Linked DNA regions of Zea mays: region 2 is linked to region 1. The links are chromatin contacts, called in public Hi-C maps. All regions are on one chromosome and are shown on one strand. Each heading gives the region's core, a stretch centred on a gene start, on an enhancer-like site or on the middle of the called end of the contact. The rest is flanking DNA. Distances are from core to core; before and after follow the strand shown. Region 1 holds the start of LOC103643366. Region 2 holds the start of LOC100286253 (protein kinase domain containing protein).

The links. Hi-C and Micro-C count contacts between places; a contact is called where the count stands out from the background.
Region 2: a Hi-C map of ear shows a contact between it and region 1, with 2.1 times the contacts expected there. The contact joins the promoter of LOC100286253 here to the promoter of LOC103643366 in region 1. A contact is called at or near these places in 5 of 25 Hi-C or Micro-C datasets (bundle sheath, ear, leaf and 2 more).

What each region holds. Positions count from the first base shown.
Region 1 is chr1:228,769,912-228,776,398 of Zm-B73-REFERENCE-NAM-5.0, forward strand. It overlaps LOC103643366, which reads left to right and starts at 2,711. Exons shown (of 2, transcript XM_023301333.1): 1 at 2,711-3,029; 2 at 3,212-3,838. The coding sequence starts at 2,942. The coding sequence ends at 3,432. It overlaps LOC100274911, which reads left to right and starts at 5,408. Exons shown (of 2, transcript NM_001331225.1): 1 at 5,408-5,571; 2 at 5,683-6,126. The coding sequence starts at 5,535. The coding sequence ends at 5,912.
Region 2 is chr1:229,272,704-229,279,882 of Zm-B73-REFERENCE-NAM-5.0, forward strand. LOC100286253 (protein kinase domain containing protein) reads left to right here and starts at 2,989. Exons shown (of 2, transcript NM_001159140.1): 1 at 2,989-3,510; 2 at 3,621-4,826. The coding sequence starts at 3,141. The coding sequence ends at 4,312.

The sequences.
Region 1 (6,487 bases), core at 1,461-3,960:
TCACTAGTCTTGCAAATTTTCGTAGGTGCATATAAATCGACTACTCCCTATCTACCTTCAACCTGTGTTAATAAGAAGATCTTTTTAGGGGGTGTTTGAATGTATAGCTAACAAATAATTACCCAAGTATTAACTAATTTACTAAAAAATAGCTAATAGCTGAACTATTAGCTAGTGTGTTTGGATGTCTCAACTAATTTTAGTCACTACCTATTATCTTTAGTGCATTCAAACACCCCATTAATAAGTCAATGAAATACTAAACCTCTGTCTCACTTATATGACAGTGGTATCGTAGCTTATATCAACAAGAGTCGAACTTATGTCGTCTCTCCCGCAAAGCGAGATGCTTCCTGCCCCCTTCTTATATATTGTTATACGCTGCACCCTATCCGCAGATCGATCGAATCGCTCCAGCATCCTGATTCACACTCACCACTCACCAGTCTCTCTAGACTAGAGATGCACGCGGGATCCTGATCGGCTGATCCTCTTGTCGCACTGCAGTCGTTTAATTTATTGCAAATTCCATTCTCCTTCTTTTTTCCGCAAAGGTGGAGCGCCCGCATGGCAGAGATCACTGGCGAATGAGGGGGCGATCGATCGTACTATATATAATTCGGTCGACAACAAACCTAGCTTTATGTGACAATAATGATCAGGATCATGGTCGCTGGTTGCATTTGTTTATACATGCATATGCCCAACTTGCGCTTCCCGCCACTGACCGCAAAACAGAGCCGCGCGCACAGAAACATCGTAGCTCTCGTTATGGATTTAGATCGGATTTATACGGATATGTATTCAGATACAGCTATTTGGCCACTTTTAAATTCGAACTCGGATACGAATACGGACGGGTACAAAAGTAAAACCGATATCTTAAATTTGATTTTAAATTTTGATATCTATTTGATTTCAATTGAAGATAACATGCATCTATACCTTTCTAGTATAATAAAATTGTCATGGTAAAAACAAAAAATAATAATCAACCATCGAAAATAAAATATTTTAGTAATTATATTTTTTAATAAAATATAAGAAAGTCATAGATAATATATTAATTATTTAATACAAATAGTTTAAAAATAAATTATAGAAAATGTATAAATAAGATAAACTGGTAGGTAAATATTTATATTTCAATTAACTAAACTTACAATTTACATATATACCGTTTATAATGTTAAAATTACAATGGTTATAGATAACTTACAATCATCTGTTATATTAAATTTGTTTTCATTTATATTGTTAACTAGCTGTTTTAAAAAATATTTTATATTTCTTTCGTAGGATACGGTTGGTATCGGATATTTTATAGTTTTTACATCGAATATAGATGTGAAACTAGGTTAGGTACGGTACAGCATAATTTTTTTAAAAAAAACATGTCTAAACCGCATTATTACGAATATCCATGTTTGTTTAAAAAGGATATCGGATCTTTCGGACGTATAGCTCTGGAGGACGCTCCAAGAAACAACGCTGGTCGCGGCAACAGCTCCCGTACGCGTGTGGCCGGAACGAACTGATTGGACAGCTACTGAACGCGACGCGACGGCTCCATGGGGGGACACGATGCAAATGCGGCGTCTGCATGCGCGTAAGCTACTATGCTAGCTGGGGACGACGAGCCGGCCGGTGGTGGCGTTCCCAGACGAGCTCCTGTCGACGTGCACATATGCAAGCGCGCACTTGAAGCAATCCACACAGCTGCGGGATTGTTGGATCAGACAGCTGCGTACTTCGACGGAGTAGGGGGCCGGGGACACACATGATTGCCCTTTTGACGGGGTTGTCAGGGTCTCTGTTGCGCCCAGATTTGGAAAATATATATGACATGTCGGGCCGGATATATAGCTCATGCCCTCATCGGATTGTCGTCACTGGATAGACAGCTTCTACTACTACTAGTAGGTGAATTCGAGAGGTTATTTTATTTGGAAGAAGGATTCGTTCCAGTGTCCGCACGGATCCAATTCATCACAGAGTTTCTTGCAGCGAAGTTGCACTCAGATCGTCATGCATAGCTAGAGATGGCAATTGGTATTTACTATATGGACTAAATATTCTACCCGTATGTTTTTTAATGGGCTAATTATCTTTAGTGTTGTTGAATGGATGGTTAAATAATGCTAGAAATTTTGTAAAGGTATTTAGATGAATACTTGATATTTGTATAATGTATCATTTCGATAGATGTTTAATCTTTGTGGTTACAGATAACTCATACTCGCATGAGTATGAGTATGGGGATGTGGTAAATCTATACCTATCAGTGTATGGATTGTAATAGGTACGTGTATAGGATTGTCATACCCAAGGAATATTTACCCATTGCCATCTCTAATCATGCACTTCAAGGATTTTTGTTTACATGCATGTATACATAGCGCTCATTGGTCCTTATATAGCGACAAGAGTTTTACTTTGCGTTACCGGCTACTACTGGTAGTAGCCAGTAGTAGTATCTTTGCGAAAGCAGTCTAGCAAAGATTTGCGATCATCGTGTCCTGATTAACCAGAGGCACTATATTCTACATTAGCCTGTGATGCAAGTTGGCAGTTGGATCATGTATATTATTGTTCCACTACACCAGCAAAGCGTCTCGATCAGGCAGCGTCACATCACATGTACTTCAATTCCCCCCTCCCCCCGGCCCCCGCGCGCCCGCTTTGCTGCGATGCTACTAGCGCCTGCCTCCGCAGCTCGACCGCGCGCCACCACTATATAACGCACACCCAGCAGAGCCGCCGTAACGCCGCCAGCCAGCTCGTCGTCTCTCCTCTAGCTCACTTCTGTGTCCAAAGCCACACGGCCGCCGGCAGGCGCACCGGGCGGGGCCTGTGCCTGTCTCAGTTGTCAGTTCCCGTCCCACAGGAACAGACCAGAGAGAGAGAGAGAGAGAGAGAGAGAGAGAGAGAGAGTATTCGTATGGCTCGGGAAGCTGCGTGCTGCACCGCCGTCTCCTCCATGGCGCTCACCGCTCGTGTCCTGCTAGTTCTCGCGGCCACCCTTACCGGTAAGCTAGTCCGGCACATACACGTACGGGTACGGCCGGCAACGGCATGCCCGCAAGAGAGGACGCGACGCGACGCGAGCGTGCGTGTACAACTGCGCTATTGCATGTTTGCCACTACCGTAGTCTGGTCTCGTGTTTGCTCTCGGAATGCCTGACGCTGTTCCGTTTGCATGTGGCTTCAGTTGCCGTGGCTATTCTGCCGGCGACGGCGCGGGCGGCGTGGGTGGACTACCCGTCCGGGGTGCCGTGCGGGGTGACCATCCCCGTGGAGCAGTGCGACCCCGGGGACGCAGCGGCGAACAGCGCGTGCATGGACGTGTGCCACTACGGCGGGTGCCGGCGCGGCGGCCAGTGCGTGTCGCTGGGGCTCGCCAGGGGCCGGGGCTGCCACTGCAAGTGCTAGGCTAGCTGGCTGGCTGGCTGGCCAAGCTGATCGATCGTGCGGCGCAGCGGCAGAGAGGAAGGATTTGCTGGTGCGCCTTTTATACACTAGCCTAGCCTATGGTATAGTATGGTATGGTAGATTGGTAGGTGAGGGGGCCAGATACGCTGAGTATCACTTTCTTTTGTAAGGTTAGTTTGTTCTTATTCTGCCTTTATTAGTTGGTGTGCACAGCCTGCAAGTGAGTTTTGAGAGAGAGAGGTATGTATGTGTAGTGAGAGAGAAACAGAGGAGACAGAGAATCGTCAGAAGCTTTTCCATCGCTCGCTAGCTGGCCTGTCTACCTCTTGGGTTTAATTTTTATTTTAAAAAGGTGACGCTAGTTCGTTAAGTTTATTGCAGATATCAAGCGAGGTGATGTTTCTAAGCAACACTTTCCACCAGTACGATGTTCTTGGCACGTCAAAATCTTGCGACAGATACGTAGTTTTTTTTTTTGTTTTTCCTCCCAAACAGCAGCTCTCAGTCTCAGGTTCTGAACGCCGCCCCGAATTTACCCAGCTCGACATATATATATGGCAACATGCAAACATACCGATACTTCTATATATATACAGAGGTAACATATATGGCAACATCTTACACAAGGAAAAAAATTATCACGGATTTAACACCCTTCTTCTATGACCAGAAATAGAAGGTATCCCAGCGATTTTAGAACCAAATAACGAGCGTGGTGAAAGGTTAACATACTATAGTACTCATTAATTATTTAGTCCTGTTATTGACTTTATTAATTATCTAGTGTGCGTAATTTAAAAAAGACTACGTATTTCATTGATTCCAGTTACCAATTTACATTGGGCCATTCTGGACAAGATCGTGTTTAAAGGACATTTACATTGGGTGATTCTGGACAAGATCGTGTTTAAAGGGCATTTACATTGGGCTTGTTTGACAGGACTCCGCCTCCTCTGAAAATTGAAAATGGCTCTGGCTCTAACTTTTTTTATAGGAGCTGTTCCTCCATTAGAGCCGCCGTTTTTTTTGCAAATTATTTGGAACAGCTCTCCACAGTCACGCAGATGGCCAGACCGCAAGCCCACAGCCGCTGACTGCTGCTTGCTTGTTTCCGCGTATTGTCATCTTTGAAGGAAGATGACCACTCGTCCACTCGCCTCTGGAGACAAGCAGAAAGGTTCTGGAGACAAGAAGAATGGTTGCACGGGCACATATGGAGCTGCTCGGAGCCACTTTTTACGGCTCTCGCTCGGGCACCTAAATTAGCTCCGGCAAGGAGTCAGAGCTGTCCGGGAAGCACTAAGTCTAGGCTAGTTCCAAACATTTGGTGGCTTACACCGTGGAATATGGAAATGGAACGTAATTAACGTGACGCGGTAGCTCACATCTGCATTTAATAAATACAACAAATTCAGCCATTTATCAGCTGTTCTGGATTTTAAAAGCTCGGGTGGCAGCATATCTGCATGGTAAAAGGAAAAAAATGATCAGCTCCATGTATTCTTTTATACCGTAGCCAGGACGAAGCCGGCTCAAAAATAACCCTGAGTGTGACTATATATCAAACGTAAAAAATATACAGTTTGAAAATAAACACACGATAGATTTAAGATAGTTATTAACAATATTTTATATTATCCATGTGCCCGTGCATCAGAGAAAACTAACGTCGCTTCGGCCCTTTGTAGCAGTCAGTACTCGGTGATATATATAGATAGATAGATTATAGATATAGATATATATACCTTGGGGGAAAACGGGTCTGCGGGGATACGCGCGTCCTAATTAGCCAGCCAATTAATTGATACTTCATACAAATAAATATTCGTTGATCAGTCGGATCATCTATATTTATGTGTGCCAGTATATGTTCCGAGTGAACAGTGGCCGCGTCGTGTCACGTGTACTTGCCCCACCCCCAGTCCCCAGTCCTCACCATGCCTTCGCCGCGCCGCTTTCCAGTACCACCACCCCTATATTCGTAGCGCCCATCCCACCGAGCGCCACACGGCCGCCAGCCAGACGACGTTGTTGCCGTCGCCTCGCATCCCAGTCCCAGCGAGCCGCCGCCCGGAGAGCAGAGACTGAGAAACAGAGATCGCATGGCGCGCTCCCTCGTCCTCGTGGCCACGCTCACCGGTAAGCCTGCCCGTCGCGCGGCCGCCACGGCATTCATACATGCATGCACGCATTCGTTCACTCATCATCCGATCCGGGTATCTGATCTCCGCGCGCTGGCTTTGCATGCAGCGGTCCTACTGGCGGCGGCGCCTCCTCCGACGCGGGCGGCGTGGGTGGAGTCGGACTACCCGTCGAGCGTGCCGTGCGGGGTGACCATCCCCGTGGAGCAGTGCGACCCGGCGGTCACGGCGGCGAACGCCGCGTGCCGGGACATGTGCCACTACGGGGGCCGGCGAGGCGGGCGGTGCGTGTCCCCGGGCCGGCTCGCGCTGGTGCAGGGATGCCATTGCAGGTGCTAGCTCGCCGGCCCGGGCGGCCGCCAACGCGCGTGACGTGACGGGCGGCGGCCGGGCCGGGGCAGGGGGGACGCAGTGCCTTCCCCGTGGGAAATAACAGGCCTGCATGACGGCGTGCGGATAGCAGTGTGACCTAATCGTATCTAGCTCTGTTTGTTGATGCTGTGATCTGTTGACTTGGTACAATGCTACAGCACGCAATGTGTTTTGTCCTGCACGTTCTGTTTCCAATTCTTCGCTATTTTCTCTTTAGCAAATTGCATGTTCCGGCTGCTGCCAGTGGGCGAGCAGTATCGACATGCACTGGTTATTTGCTAGTGCGGCGACTGCGTAATAGATCAAAGGCGAATGAACACATTTTCACACAGTTCACCAACGAGTCGAGACAAACAGAGGCAACCTACCGGCCTTCGTTGGAATGCGACTAACCTTCCAGAGGTCCGTAGTATCTGTCTGGAGAGTGCTTACTGTATAAGCCTGTTCTCTGATTATCGCAGTACGTGTTCTCTAATCATCACTGTATAGCCTTACCAAGCGAGGATATGGAGCAAGTTTGTGTGACTTGCCTGGGTACCTTG
Region 2 (7,179 bases), core at 1,739-4,238, 500 kb after region 1:
GGTGAGGCGTCCGAGTCAGCTGCCGCCTGCCAAATGATTGCGTCCTGGCCTACACTACACAGTCCCTGTGCCTGACGACATCGGCGCAGCGACCTCCTGCTCGCGCCGTACGAGCCGGCCTTGATTTCAGCAATCAGCAGCAGCAGAAGCCGGCCGTACGCCCCGTTCCCTCCCCTGGAAGAAGCAAAACGAAAGTGGCCGACGAGACGCGTGCAGTGCAGGACCCCGATAGGTGGCGCGTCACACCGAGATAGCTCGCGCGCGCCGCCTGCTTCCCGGCCGCCCTCCCGCCGACGCACCGCCAAACCTCCGAGGGGCCCGGCCCAGATTGGTGATTGGTCCCCCCCCAATCGAATGGATGCCGAGTCACCTCACCAGTCATCAGCTCATCTCAGTGTCCACCTCTCCACCATCCTGTGCAAGAGTCTCACTGCTTGCTTCCGTTTTTTTACATCAGCTGTGTGTGCGCGCGCGCGCGAAAACCGCAGCGTGTTTTTCAGGTTCAGAGGCAACTTGACGAGCACGAGGAGGTACATTACACTGCACTGGCAGGCGTAGAAGCCACCCGTACTCTTTGGCTGCAGTGACATGTCACCTTATCCATGTCTTGGCTAGTTGGCTTGTTGGATTGGACCAGTCGAGATGGCGTCGCATTGCATTATCCACCCGTACTCTTGTTGGATCGGTCCGTGGCATCGAGATGGCGTCGCATTGCATTGCATTGCAAGGGAGGTTTTAGAGAGGCAGAGAGCGCTACGTTCGACCCATAAAAGCCAACCGAGCCGGCGAGCGAGAGGAGGGTGGCTTGACGCAATAATAATAATAATAATAATAATAAATCCGCCACCTTTAAAAACTCTCGTACCCAAAGCCCATGCCGCCATGTTGCGGGGCGTGTTGAAGGTTCAGTGAACGCGAACAGGCGCCCGGATTTCGTGTGAAGGTTCAGGAATCCGATGCGTCTCTCTGTGTGTGATGTGCGCGCGCCTGTGGTTCTCGTCATGCCCGTACGCGTGGGAAGTCCGCTTTGCTCTTTTCAGGGTTCTCGCGTGAAGCATGTACAGTACGTATGGCTCAACCTCAGAAGCAACCAAACAAGACGCCATTCATGAGGACGACTCACCGCTCTCGGATGCGCTGCGTCCTCCTCCCTCCAGGCTCCAGCGCGCGGGCTCCAGCTCCCGCCCGTCGCCGTCGGCCTGGACTCCTCCTTGACCATCCGCCTCCTGCTCGTCCAACCGGCCCCGGACCACGGCGCTGCGCCACCACACCAACCAAACCCATCCCCAAACAAAACCGACACGCGTCCGGACTAGGAATGGTAACGTGGGATAAAAACCCTGACGAGAATTCCGTCCCCGCTTGAATTATAATTAACCCAAACCGTATAGGTACTGCAGGCAGGAGTATACATGTCCAACGGGCCGTGCTGGACCGGCCCGGCACGGGCATGGCTGGACCCGGCACGAGGGGCGCCAGTCCAAGTCCGGCACGGTTTAGTGTCGTGTCGGGCCGGGCCGGCCCGCGGGCTGGCTGACGCAGCCTAGACCCGACACGGTTATAACACACAAAAAACAATCTAAAATTCAGAATTTAAAGATAATATTCAAATTTAGTTTAAATTCAATTAATTATATTTATAATTTTAGATACATACTTAGACAAAGAATTTTAGATACACATATAAACACATATAACAATTTCGAATACTCTTATATAATAACATATTATCAGTATTATAGCTAAAAACAGACTGACAGTTACAAAATAAGGTCCTAAAACGTGCCGTTATCGTGTCTACTAATTAATCGTGCCGGGCCCGTGCCTGCACCGCGGGCCAGAAGACTAGCCCAAGCCCGACACGGCTATCGGACCGGGCCGGCCCGGGCACGGTTCTAGTCGGGCTGGACCGTGCTCGTGCCGGGCCACGACCGTGCCGGGTCACGGGCCCACTGGCGGGCCGGTCCATTTGGACATGTCTAGGCAGGATAAATAAGAGCTCCGGTTTTTCACCTAACACTTGGCCAGTCGCCGTAACTATCGTACTAGTAGCAGTAACCATACTGGTTAAATCTCGATGTTATTTTTTCACTGCTGCGGCATGCGGTGAGCGAGCAAGCGACCGGTCATCAGGACCTTTTTTCCTGATTTGAGCTGACCAGAGCTCGGCAGCGGCAACCTGACATGTCCGCTGCCCGCTGAAGCTTCCGGCTTTTTCCGATGTATGTATGTACAAGCCCTGGAAAACGTCACCTCAAGAACCTGCCCAGCCCAGCCCAGCCCAGCCCAGCCCAGCCCAGTGCTGCTGCTGCATCGGTCACCGATCAGTGGTGGGTGCGAGACATCCTGGATCGCCAAGGAAAGGAACCACGTCCACTGTTCACGCCTCGGCTTTGCCCATATGATGCGTGCCGTCGTTATTCGTTAAGCTTCAGCTGAAACCTAATCGGCCGCAAGCTTCCACACCTACTGGAGCTGGACAGACACAGGCTCACTCCCTTGATATGTTTGTTGATCATGCATGCATACATCTAGTCGTCACACACGGTACGTGTATTGGTGTACTGGTCCAATTATACGGTCTAAACAAGTGCATAGTCTCGCTGTAATCCATGGAGCTCCACGGATAATGGAGGAATAGATTAATAACACCAATAATAATAATAATAACGAACGGTTGGTTCGATCGATGAGTCCCCGCCTAATAGCATATTTGGTGAGGCAACAATAGTACTGTCCTTGTGAGTAAGGTGGGTCCACTTGTCAGGCACCCTATCATCCCTGCCACTGCAGGTCTGCGGCGCTGCTGCATCTGCATGCCAATGACTGCATAAACAAGTTTCTCGCTTGCTTACATCATCCCCTCCACAGTTTACATCCTGTGATCCTGATAAGTTGGCACTTCACAGTTCAAACCCCCCACCAAATCTGAATCCCCCATACACCTCTCCCATATATATATCAGCCTTCCGCCCATCCCAACCCCAAGTACACAGAGAAACAAATACAGAGAGGCAGAGGCGCCATCATCTCCCTTCTTCTTCACCCACAAGCCTCTAGGTGCCTCACAAGTCCTCCTCCGCTGTCATCTCCCCTCTCCACTCCTCCCTGGTTTGTTCAAGAAACTTTCTTTGGACAAGATGGGAGTGCAGAGGTACAGGTTCTTCTGCTGCGGGTGTGGCGCCAATGCGGCGGCCGACGGCCGGGAACGCGACGAGGACGGGGGCTTCGGGGTGTCCGACGGCAAGGCCGAGAAGGGGGTCGAGGCCGGCCCGCGGGGGCTGTCGTGGGCGCAGGTTGAGGCGATGACGGGCGGGTTCACCTCGGCCGTGGTCGGCGAGGGCGGGTTCAGCACCGTGTACCTGGCGCGCCTCTCCGGCGCGCTCGCCGCCGTCAAGGTCCACCGCAGCAGCGAGCGCCTCCACCGCGTGTTCCGCCAGGAGCTCGACGCGCTCCAGCGCGTCCGGCACCCGCACATCGTCCGCCTCCTAGCCTTCTGCGACCAGCAAGGTGGGTCATCTCCTCTGCTCTGCTTTCTCGCGCTCCGCCTAGTGCGCCTTCCTTGTGCTGTGCTGAGTGCTGACGGAAGGCTCTGGCTTTTTTTTCCCCCCGAGTCGCAGACGAAGGCGTGCTGGTGCTCGAGTTCGCGGCGAACGGGAACCTGCACGAGCGGCTCCACGGCGGGGGCAAGGCCGCGGGGACGATGCCGTGGGCGCGGCGGGTGTCGGTGGCGCTGCAGGTGGCGCGCGCGCTCGAGCACCTGCACGACCGCTGCGAGCCGCAGGTGGTGCACGGCGACGTGAAGGCGTCCAACGTGCTCCTGGACGCGTCCATGTCCGCCAAGCTGTGCGACTTCGGGTCGGCGCGGATGGGGTTCTCGGCCGCCGTCCGCCCGCGCTCGTCCGCGCGCACCATGCTGGGCTCGCCAGGCTACGTCGACCCGCACTACATCCGCTCCGGCGTGGTCACCAAGAAGAGCGACGTGTACAGCTTCGGCGTCCTGCTCCTGGAGCTGCTCACGGGGATGGAGGCCTTCTGCGCGGAGGAAGGCCGGCTCCTCACTGCCGTCGTCGCGCCGCGGCTCAGGGCAGGCGACCCGCCCTGCGACGCGCGCGGGTTGGTCGACGAGAGGCTCGGCACCGCCTACGACGCCGCCGAGGCCGCCGCGGTGGCGGCGCTGGCCGCGGCCTGTGTCGGCGACAACCCCAGCCTCCGGCCGTCCATGGCCGACGTGGTGCGCACCCTGGAGCAGCGCGCGCAGGGATCCATCTCCGCCGTGGAGAGGAGATCGGACGGCCAGAGGAAGGTGTGAGCCACGAGGGCGGGGTCGTCGCGTCCTCCGAGGCGCCCAGATCTGGCTTGCCGACTTGTTAACTTGCGGTGCTGACGTGCGTGCATCGCACACGTGGCGCGCGAACATTGGTTGCTAGGAGAACAAAGCGTTGCTGGTGTGCGAGCACATCAAAAGGACGAATCAAAAAAGAAGTGGAGAAAAGCGTGGTGAAAATTGAAGAGAGAGAGAGAGAGAGAGTTGATTAGGGGAAAGGTTTGGAGGAGGTAAAAAGGCAGGGCTAATCTGTGTGCTGATGGGGGGTTTGCATCATATGTTATGTGCCAAAGCAGCATCTACTTGGGAGAGCCCAAAAAATATGGATCGTGCAGCACACGATTCTAAGATTTTGTTGATTCTTATTGGTAGTTTCTTTTGTTATTTTGGCAAAGTACATGGAGTGTTTCTTCTTTGTACCTATAATTTAGCTAGATTTCAATTTGTATTGGATTTGTTGAGAGCTTGGTTTGTTAAACCTGTGTGAATGGGGAAAAAATCGCTTCTTGAGAATGCGCCTTTGGTGAACGGCACAGTCATTGTTCAGAAATAAATTGGGCGCTGATACGATTTTATTCCGCTGTCAGAGGTCCAGCCGGACTAATAAATTGGGTGTTTGCATCAAAGCGTTCAAACCCTTAGTTTCGGGGGCACATATTCGCATCTCCTTTCTCGGGGACAACTCAAGCCGATTATAATACCAACCCATACCCTGCTATCAGTAGACGTAAGAAAACACTGCACCGTTCATTCTTGGTCAAGAAATTATATCCCTTTTCTCTCGTTTATTCTCCTAATTATATGCACGAAAGAACCGACGTGTGGCCAACAATCGGTCTCATTGTTAGAATAATAATTTTTTCATAGTAATACGTTTAGTTTGGCTCATTTCTGGTAAATTGTCGATATCGGTAAAGTTTTAAATTGAAAAAAAAAATCTAATAATGCAAGACAAATGATTAGACATTAGGAGTACGTATGGTGTTTAGCACGGCACGACGAAGTAGCCAGTTGAGAGCTTGACTTTAACAAAAACCGTTGAAAGGGACACATGTGCTCCCAGACTAGGCGCACGCAGCTCTCTCTCTCTCTCTCTCTCTCTCTCTGATCTGGCACGCATTTATTATTGGCGCGGACTGTCACAGGTCAGGCCTGGCCAACGCCACGAAAGCAGAGCTCGGAACTGTACGTTGACGTGCGAGGACAACCCGTAATCCTCACACCACACGGGAAACGCCGTGACGCCCCGGACCCCGGAGCCTCACGTCAGGGTGGTCGTGCCGGCGCTGCACAGGCAGCCAGGCATACATGGTGTGCGTCGCCGGTCGCCGGGGAGCGGTCACGTGCGGACGGGGGGAGAGCGGGCCGGGCGCGTGCGCCGCGCCGTACTGGTGGCCGGTGGCGAGTCTCTGTTGGCGATGGCGCGCCCGGACCGCCGGGGACATTGGCTCGCCATCTCTTTCGTGTTTCGGGCAGCCGCCGACGCGACAGGCATCCGCCTGATGGGTTACCGGGTTACTCTATATGACATTTTGTGAAAGCTCGGTTAGGTTAGTTCTTTTCTGTATGGGAAGTACTCGATTTTATCTTCTTGTCCATTGATTTTTTTTCTCTCGCAATTATTATATGTATCAAGATTACAAAGACGGATAAAACAAGGTTGTATTCTGTATAGAGCAGAGACAGTGGAAGACGAGAGACGACCTCTTTAAACAATTTTAAAAACTGAAAAAAAGGAGACGGTGGAAGACGAGAGACTACCTCTTTAAACAATTTTAAAACTGAAATTATAGATTTAGCATCTTAAATTATAGATTTAGGAAGTTGCTAAAACACTTTAAGAAGTAAAAAAAAATAGTGCTCCAATAGTTATGTATTTATTGGTTGCTAATTTTCAAAGTTGTCTATATCAACATGCAGAATACTAAAATTACTACAATTCTAAAACACCTTTAGGTAGAATTAGAATATAACAAAAACTTTGAAAGACTTAGCATCATCACTCATAATATTATCCAATTAAAATTTGACAATTAAACAAAGAACAAACTAATTGTACGTGGTGGAAAAACTTAGCTAAAAAACTTATAAACTTATAAGCAGAATAATTACCCACAGCTGAGCTGCGACATATCTCGTGGTTGGGCGCCGAAGAGCAAAGATCGTAAACTCTGTAATAATCACCAAATCAGACACATTGGCGTACGGGTAGATTTCTGAGATCCAAAACGAACACTGCCATGGCACCGATATGTAGATAACGACGGCACAGGTTAATTGTTGTGGTCCGAGTCCGAGGCCGATGCCCTGGCCCTGTACATATACAACCAACCAGTTCGATGGATCCGACAGTCGGGCGTGCTTTCCAGAGAGAGGCCTCGTCGAGGATCAAGTCATCAGGCTTGCTCTGAATAATTCTGCAGGTGCGTGATGTGTGCGAACTAACTATGCAGGGAGCAGTTGAGACGGTTGACACAGTACTTAGATCATCATACGGCCGGGATGCCAGAACAACTAAATTTGCTCTGGTTTCTGTACTTTGGCTCCCAAAAAAAACCAAAAAAGAAAAGAAAAGACCTGAGTAGCCTGGCTGGAATGTTGGCTGGATCATATGCTGATTACGCCTGCGCCATGACCAAAGAAACGCTCACTTCTTACCCTCCCCTGCAATAATTTGCAGCCACGAGCAGGCGAGCTCGTCCAGTGCGATTACGCTCCTATTCTAATGCCATTATTATCTGCATGATATGATGGTTTTGCAAGGAAGGTAGCAGCATCACATGCCATCCTCTAGCTAGGTTGTGCTTGTGCCATGCCATGCCATGCATGATGTATAAAAGGGAGAGATAATA